Linked DNA regions of Ovis aries: region 2 is linked to region 1. Evidence: chromatin contacts called from public Hi-C data. All regions are on one chromosome and are shown on one strand. Each heading gives the region's core, a stretch centred on a gene start, on an enhancer-like site or on the middle of the called end of the contact. The rest is flanking DNA. Distances are from core to core; before and after follow the strand shown.

Region 1 (2,646 bases), core at 73-2,572:
ATCTAAAAATACTCGATAAAAATGCTAATCCCGAAGGCAAAGAGAGAACGAAGAAGGAATCTGTCAATCACGAGGCTCCCGCTCCTCACCCACAGCCCCAGCTGTACGGACTGCATTCCTGTCGAGAAGGAAAGAAGTGGGGGGACAGGAATGAAGAAAAGAAAGGGAGAGACACCACCACCTCCACGAGCGCGGGCCGCGGGGGCGGGAGGCGGCGGCGGAGGAGGGGCTCGGGCCCGCGGAGCCGAACAAAGCGGGCCTCAAGTTCTATCCCGCAGCTCCCCGAGGTGTGTGTGTGGGGGGGGGGGCATCCTGCAGCACCCCCTTTCCCGGAGGTGAAATGCCAATGCGGGGTCTAGGGGAGCGAGTGCCGCGTGGAACTCCCGGGCTCTGAATCTTTGCAATTCCAGAAAAGGTTTTGTTTGGGGTCCCCCTTCGCCCGCTTCCTGCCTGCGTTCCCACCCCTCGTATACACACACACACAATCCCTCCCGCTCCAGTCCCACCAGGCCGGCCCCGCCACGCTATGGGGCCGGGCGGGCGCGCCCCGAGGTCCCTCCAGCCCCCACCTGGGGATGGTGATGCACTTGGTGTTGACGTTCTGCGTGGTGATGGCTTTCTCCAGCTCGTCCAGCTGCCCCGTCTTCTTGAGCTTCTTGACCAAACTCTTGACTGCCTTCTCGCACCACTTCTCCTCCTGCCCGTTCTGCTCGCCCTTTTTCCAGCCCAGCAAGCGCTTCACGATCGGGGGCGTGAAAGGCAGGATGGACGACATGGTTGAGGAGGGCGCGCGAGCTGCGAGGAGCGCCCCCGGCGGGGCTAGGCGCGGCGGGACGCCGGGGGCGCAGCGGGGAGCTCAGCCCGGGCCGGCTGCGGCCGCCCAAACTTCGCTTCAACTCTCGGCGAACTTGCTGGTTCTCCAGGCCCGGCCGCGGCGCTGCAGCCGGCGGGGCTCGGCGCGCGGCCCTGCGCCCCGGGCGTCTCCCACGGCGGGGAGAAGGACGGCGGGGCGGCGGGCAGGCAGTAGCGAAGCGAGATCGGGAAGGCCTGGGACGCGGGGCGGAGGCGGCGGCCGCGGGGACCGGAGTGGCAGAAGAAAGTTTGGGTTTCCGCACGGGGTGGCTGTTTGGGTGCCGCCTCCAGGAAGGAAAGTCCAACCCCCAGCCAAACTTTGCTCGCCTCGCTCGCTTTGATGCGCAGATCCCTCCGCCTCGGCAGCCTCGCCTCCCCGCTGCCCTCCTCCTTCCCGGCTCGCTCGCTAGCTGGGCCGGCCCGGGGCGTGCGCCGCGCTCTTGCTCCCGCCCGCTCCCAGTCTGTGTTTCATGCAAATCCGCGTGCAGCCTCCTTTCCAAGCGCTGTCACCGCCCCCTTGCCGCTGGGGCTCCCCGCCTCCTCCCCCGCGCCCCGCCGCCTCCTCCTGCGGGCGCCTTGCTCGCCCCCCCCCCAACCCCCAGCCTCCGGGAGGGCTCCTGGCCTTTCCCCCGCCCGGCGCGGAGCACGCCCACGTGGGCGACCTGGGACAGCGGCCGCCAGGGCTGGAGCGCGCAGGACCCCGCGCGGCCCCGACCTGAAGTCCAGCGGACGCCGGGAGGAAGTCGTGGGAAAGGAGCGGCGAGAAGGGCCCCTGGCGGGAGGGCCGGGCTCGGGTCGTGGCGTCCGCTCTCGGAACCCACACTCAGGAAACCCAGCTGGAGTGGCGGGCCCGAGGGTTAGACCCGCACGAACGAACGAGAGCGGGCTGGCCACAGGCAGGCGGTGCGCTCCTGGGAGGACCCCGGTTCGAGGGAGGACGCGCGGAAGGCTGAGGCCCAGGAAGTCGGGGCGCGCACCAGGACGCTGGTGCGCCGATCCCGGTCAGGGGCCGTGGCGGCGCCGGGGACTCGGGGGGCTGTTTTTATTCTCGCACCAGAGAGACCGTTCCAGTTTAGAGCCCCAGGGCCGGATTAGGGAGAGGCTCTCAGAGGTGCCGATTTGGGGACCCCAGTGACTCCCTGGATAATAGCTGGAGTCAGGGGTCCCTTGGACCTTTGGGAATCAAGTGCCCCGCAGAAAATGGGCCTCAGAGGCATTCGTTAAGCTCAGGAAGAAATGAATGGGGGAGCCTTAGAACTTATCTGTAGAGGAAAAGTTTCATTACAGGGTGCTGGAATCCTATGGGAAACAAAGTATCCGAAATTCAACACCCAGTAAAATAGGAGAGAGTTTTGTTTTCAAAGCTGTGAACTCGCAACAAGTGGAGCAAAAGGGCAGTCTTCGGGGACCTTATATATTCCAAATTAGCTTCGGTGGGAAGCAGAGGAACACCAGGATATTGGGGGCGCTCTGGGGCTTTTCTCTCCATGAACACAATTCAGGGGCGTCTACCCACAGACCCCTCACTCGGTGGCTGTCAGGAGTTACCCCAGGCCCCCAGGGCCTTTCTCCTGCAGCCCCTCCCCTACCAGACCTCTTAGCCTTTGTTTGTTTTTAACAGCAGGAAACTCCCTTGGTGAGAAAGAAGTGATCCGCAAACCCTCTAGCGGGTGGGGAGTTACAGAGCCCTGTGAGGTGTGGCCTAATCCACAATGTCAGCCCAGAAGCTGCAGGGGTCCCTGCCTGGAAGGAGAAAATGAGCTCTGGCAGGTCTGTCAGCTGCTGGGGCTGAGC
Region 2 (2,646 bases), core at 40-2,539, 210 kb before region 1:
GGGCGAAAGTAGTGCTTTCAACATTCTGGAAAAATCTGAGTGTAACGGTCACAAACTGAGTTGTACTGAGAAATCAAAACTTTCATGATGTTCCCCCCTCAGATTAGAGAAAGTTACTTTCCTGTGCTTTTTGTCACCTTTCCACATTCCACAAAGTTTAACTTGATTAGCAAGCTTTTATCTTGTTCCCAAGTAAGGAATTTTTATTATTTTTTAATTGCGATATAATTGACATAAACATTATATTAGCTTCACGTAGACAACATCAGTCAATATTTGTACATATTGCTAAATGATTGCCACAGTAAGGCTAGTTAACATCCATCACCACATATAGTTATAATACAACTTTTTTCTTGTGATGAGAACTTGTAAGATTTACTCAGCCGCTTTCAAATATACAGAATTATTAACTGTAATCACCATGGTGTGCATTACATCCCCAGAACACCATTATATGCAAGGGACTTTTAGAGTGAAAAAAATTGGGGTACTTAAGAAAAGCAAGTCTTCCCTTGTAGCTCAGCTGGTAAAGAATCCGCCTGCAATGCAGGAGATCGAAAGCAGTTCATCTCTTTCAACTTCCGCCCAGATACGTGTCTGATTTGTATCTCCTCCACTTCCTTACATCATAGGATCAAACTTTTCAGAATATAACATTCAAAAATGGTGCCTCAGTGGAACATGGATTTTTCCAAAGTAAAGGTCCCAGAGGGGTGTATCGTCCTGGAGTTTTACCAGAGGCGGATTGGTCGCGCTTCGACCGCGCAACCTCCATCGTCAGGCTCAAGAGGTGTGTGAGGCTGGCCAGAGAGGTCTAGGTTGGCACACTTGAGAGTTCTTTAAACCGTGGTGTTGGAGGCAATCTGAGAAGCGGCGCTTTAAGTGGGTAAGCGTAAGTGGGTAGGCTCTGCTGGGCCTCGCTCGCTCGAAGGGTTCTAGCTGGACAGGGTTAGGAGAGGCCCATTTCCCACCTGGATTAAGATAGATCCGACGGGGTCTTGGTTTTCCTTCTCCTGAGCCATGCCTACGGCCCGGCGAGAATCCCTCCCCAGGAAGGCAAGGTCTCCAGACTCGGGAACTTGCCGCAGAGGGAGCTCGTCCCCATGGCAACGCCACGCGAAGCCCAGCCTGGTCCACGCCGGGAGCGGAAGAGGGGGCAAAGGAGGAGGCAGGGCCGGCAGTGCCTTCTGAGACGCGCCTTTCTTGCGCGTCTCCCCCGCGCGCCGGCGGCCGTGGTATCGCCCAAGGCGGAAGTGGCTCCGGGAAGGAACCGGTTCTTGGGCGCAGTGATGGCTGCAGGCGTCCCCTGCGCGCTCGTTACCAGCTGCTCCTCCACCTTCTCCGCAGACCGGCTAGTGCAACGTGAGTAGCGAGGCTCCTGGGCCGACCTCCAGGCCCCAGTACGAGCCTCGGCAGGGGGCAGTCCCAGCACCGCAGCCTCTCTCGGGGCCTCGGTCCTCGCCGCGAGCCCTGGACTCTTCCTCCCCTCGGTGGTGGCCCGAGGCCCCTCGGGTGCCCCTCGGATGTGGTCATGGTGCCTAGTGCCCCAGGTGTCCACTGTTAGCTACAATACTCGTTGCTTCTCTGTCTCTACCTGGCCCACCATGGGGTTTGTTCCAGTGTTTTCTGTTAAGTAGGACCTCAACCCAGGGGTTGTCGGCGGGGAGCCGTTGAGGTGAGCAGAAAAGGCTCTCTGGGAATTGAACCTATGAACGCGAGCGTCAGGTGCAGGATTCGTGATTTATGCTGTCATCCCTGCTCTTGAGGTAGAGAGTGTGGTTCCTCTGCACCCCCTGCCGCGTGTGTATATGTTAAGACTTATTAAACTTGCCCCCTCCACTCTGAGTTATTCACTGCCTTGCCTTTCTCCTGAGACGAGGCCCTCCGCCAGCATTAGTTTTTGGTTATTATTGGGCCTAGTATTTTTCCCTCTAGACCCTCATAGTGGTTGTCAACCTAAGTCACTCTTCAAAGAATCGTAGGCGAGGAGGGGGGACCAGTGGAGTAGAGAGAGCATAGGGTTTTGGGTTTGGGGCTCGACCCTTCCACTGAGACTCCGCAAAGTTGATTATAACTCAAGACTCCTCTGTTTCAAATTGTGGCTTCGAGTCAGAACGATGACTCTCAGCTGTAAACTGTGCTCTTCAGTTTTCTGATCTGTAAAGTGGTGATAATTTTCACATGACTGTTGTGCTTAACACTTTGAGTGATCAGTCGGTAAATGGTAAATACTGTTAATAAAGCACATTCTCTCTCTAGCCCTCGGTTTCCTGATTCTGAAAGTGGGGCGTGCTAAGTCGCTTCAGTCGTGTCCGACTCTTTGCGACCTCATGGACTGTAGCTCGCCAGGCTCTTCTTTCCGTGGGATTCTCCAGACAAGAATACTGAAGTGGGTTGCAAAGATCCAGGGGATCTTCCCGACCCAAGGATCGAACCCGCGTCTCTTACGTCTCCTGCTTTGGCAGACAGGTTCTTTACCACTAGCGCCACTTGGGAAGCCCTGAAATGGGGCATATGAATCTACCTCGCGGGATTCTTTGAAGGATAGATGGTGTGACATTTTGAAAGCATTTGGTAAACTATAAAGCATTATATAAAAGTAACTTTTCCTTGTACTGGTCAAATGACAGAATAAGGCAGGGT

The links. A called contact is a pair of places that touch in the nucleus more often than the background predicts.
Region 2: a Hi-C map of liver shows a contact between it and region 1, with 2.2 times the contacts expected there. The contact joins the promoter of AAGAB here to the promoter of SMAD3 in region 1. A contact is called at or near these places in 2 of 16 Hi-C or Micro-C datasets (liver and tail adipose tissue).

Annotation. Positions count from the first base shown.
Region 1 is chr7:13,866,658-13,869,303 of ARS-UI_Ramb_v3.0, reverse strand. It overlaps SMAD3 (SMAD family member 3), which reads right to left and starts at 1,322. Exons shown (of 9, transcript XM_060418884.1): 1 at 570-1,322. The coding sequence starts at 775.
Region 2 is chr7:14,072,447-14,075,092 of ARS-UI_Ramb_v3.0, reverse strand. AAGAB (alpha and gamma adaptin binding protein) reads left to right here and starts at 1,289. Exons shown (of 10, transcript XR_009601420.1): 1 at 1,289-1,365.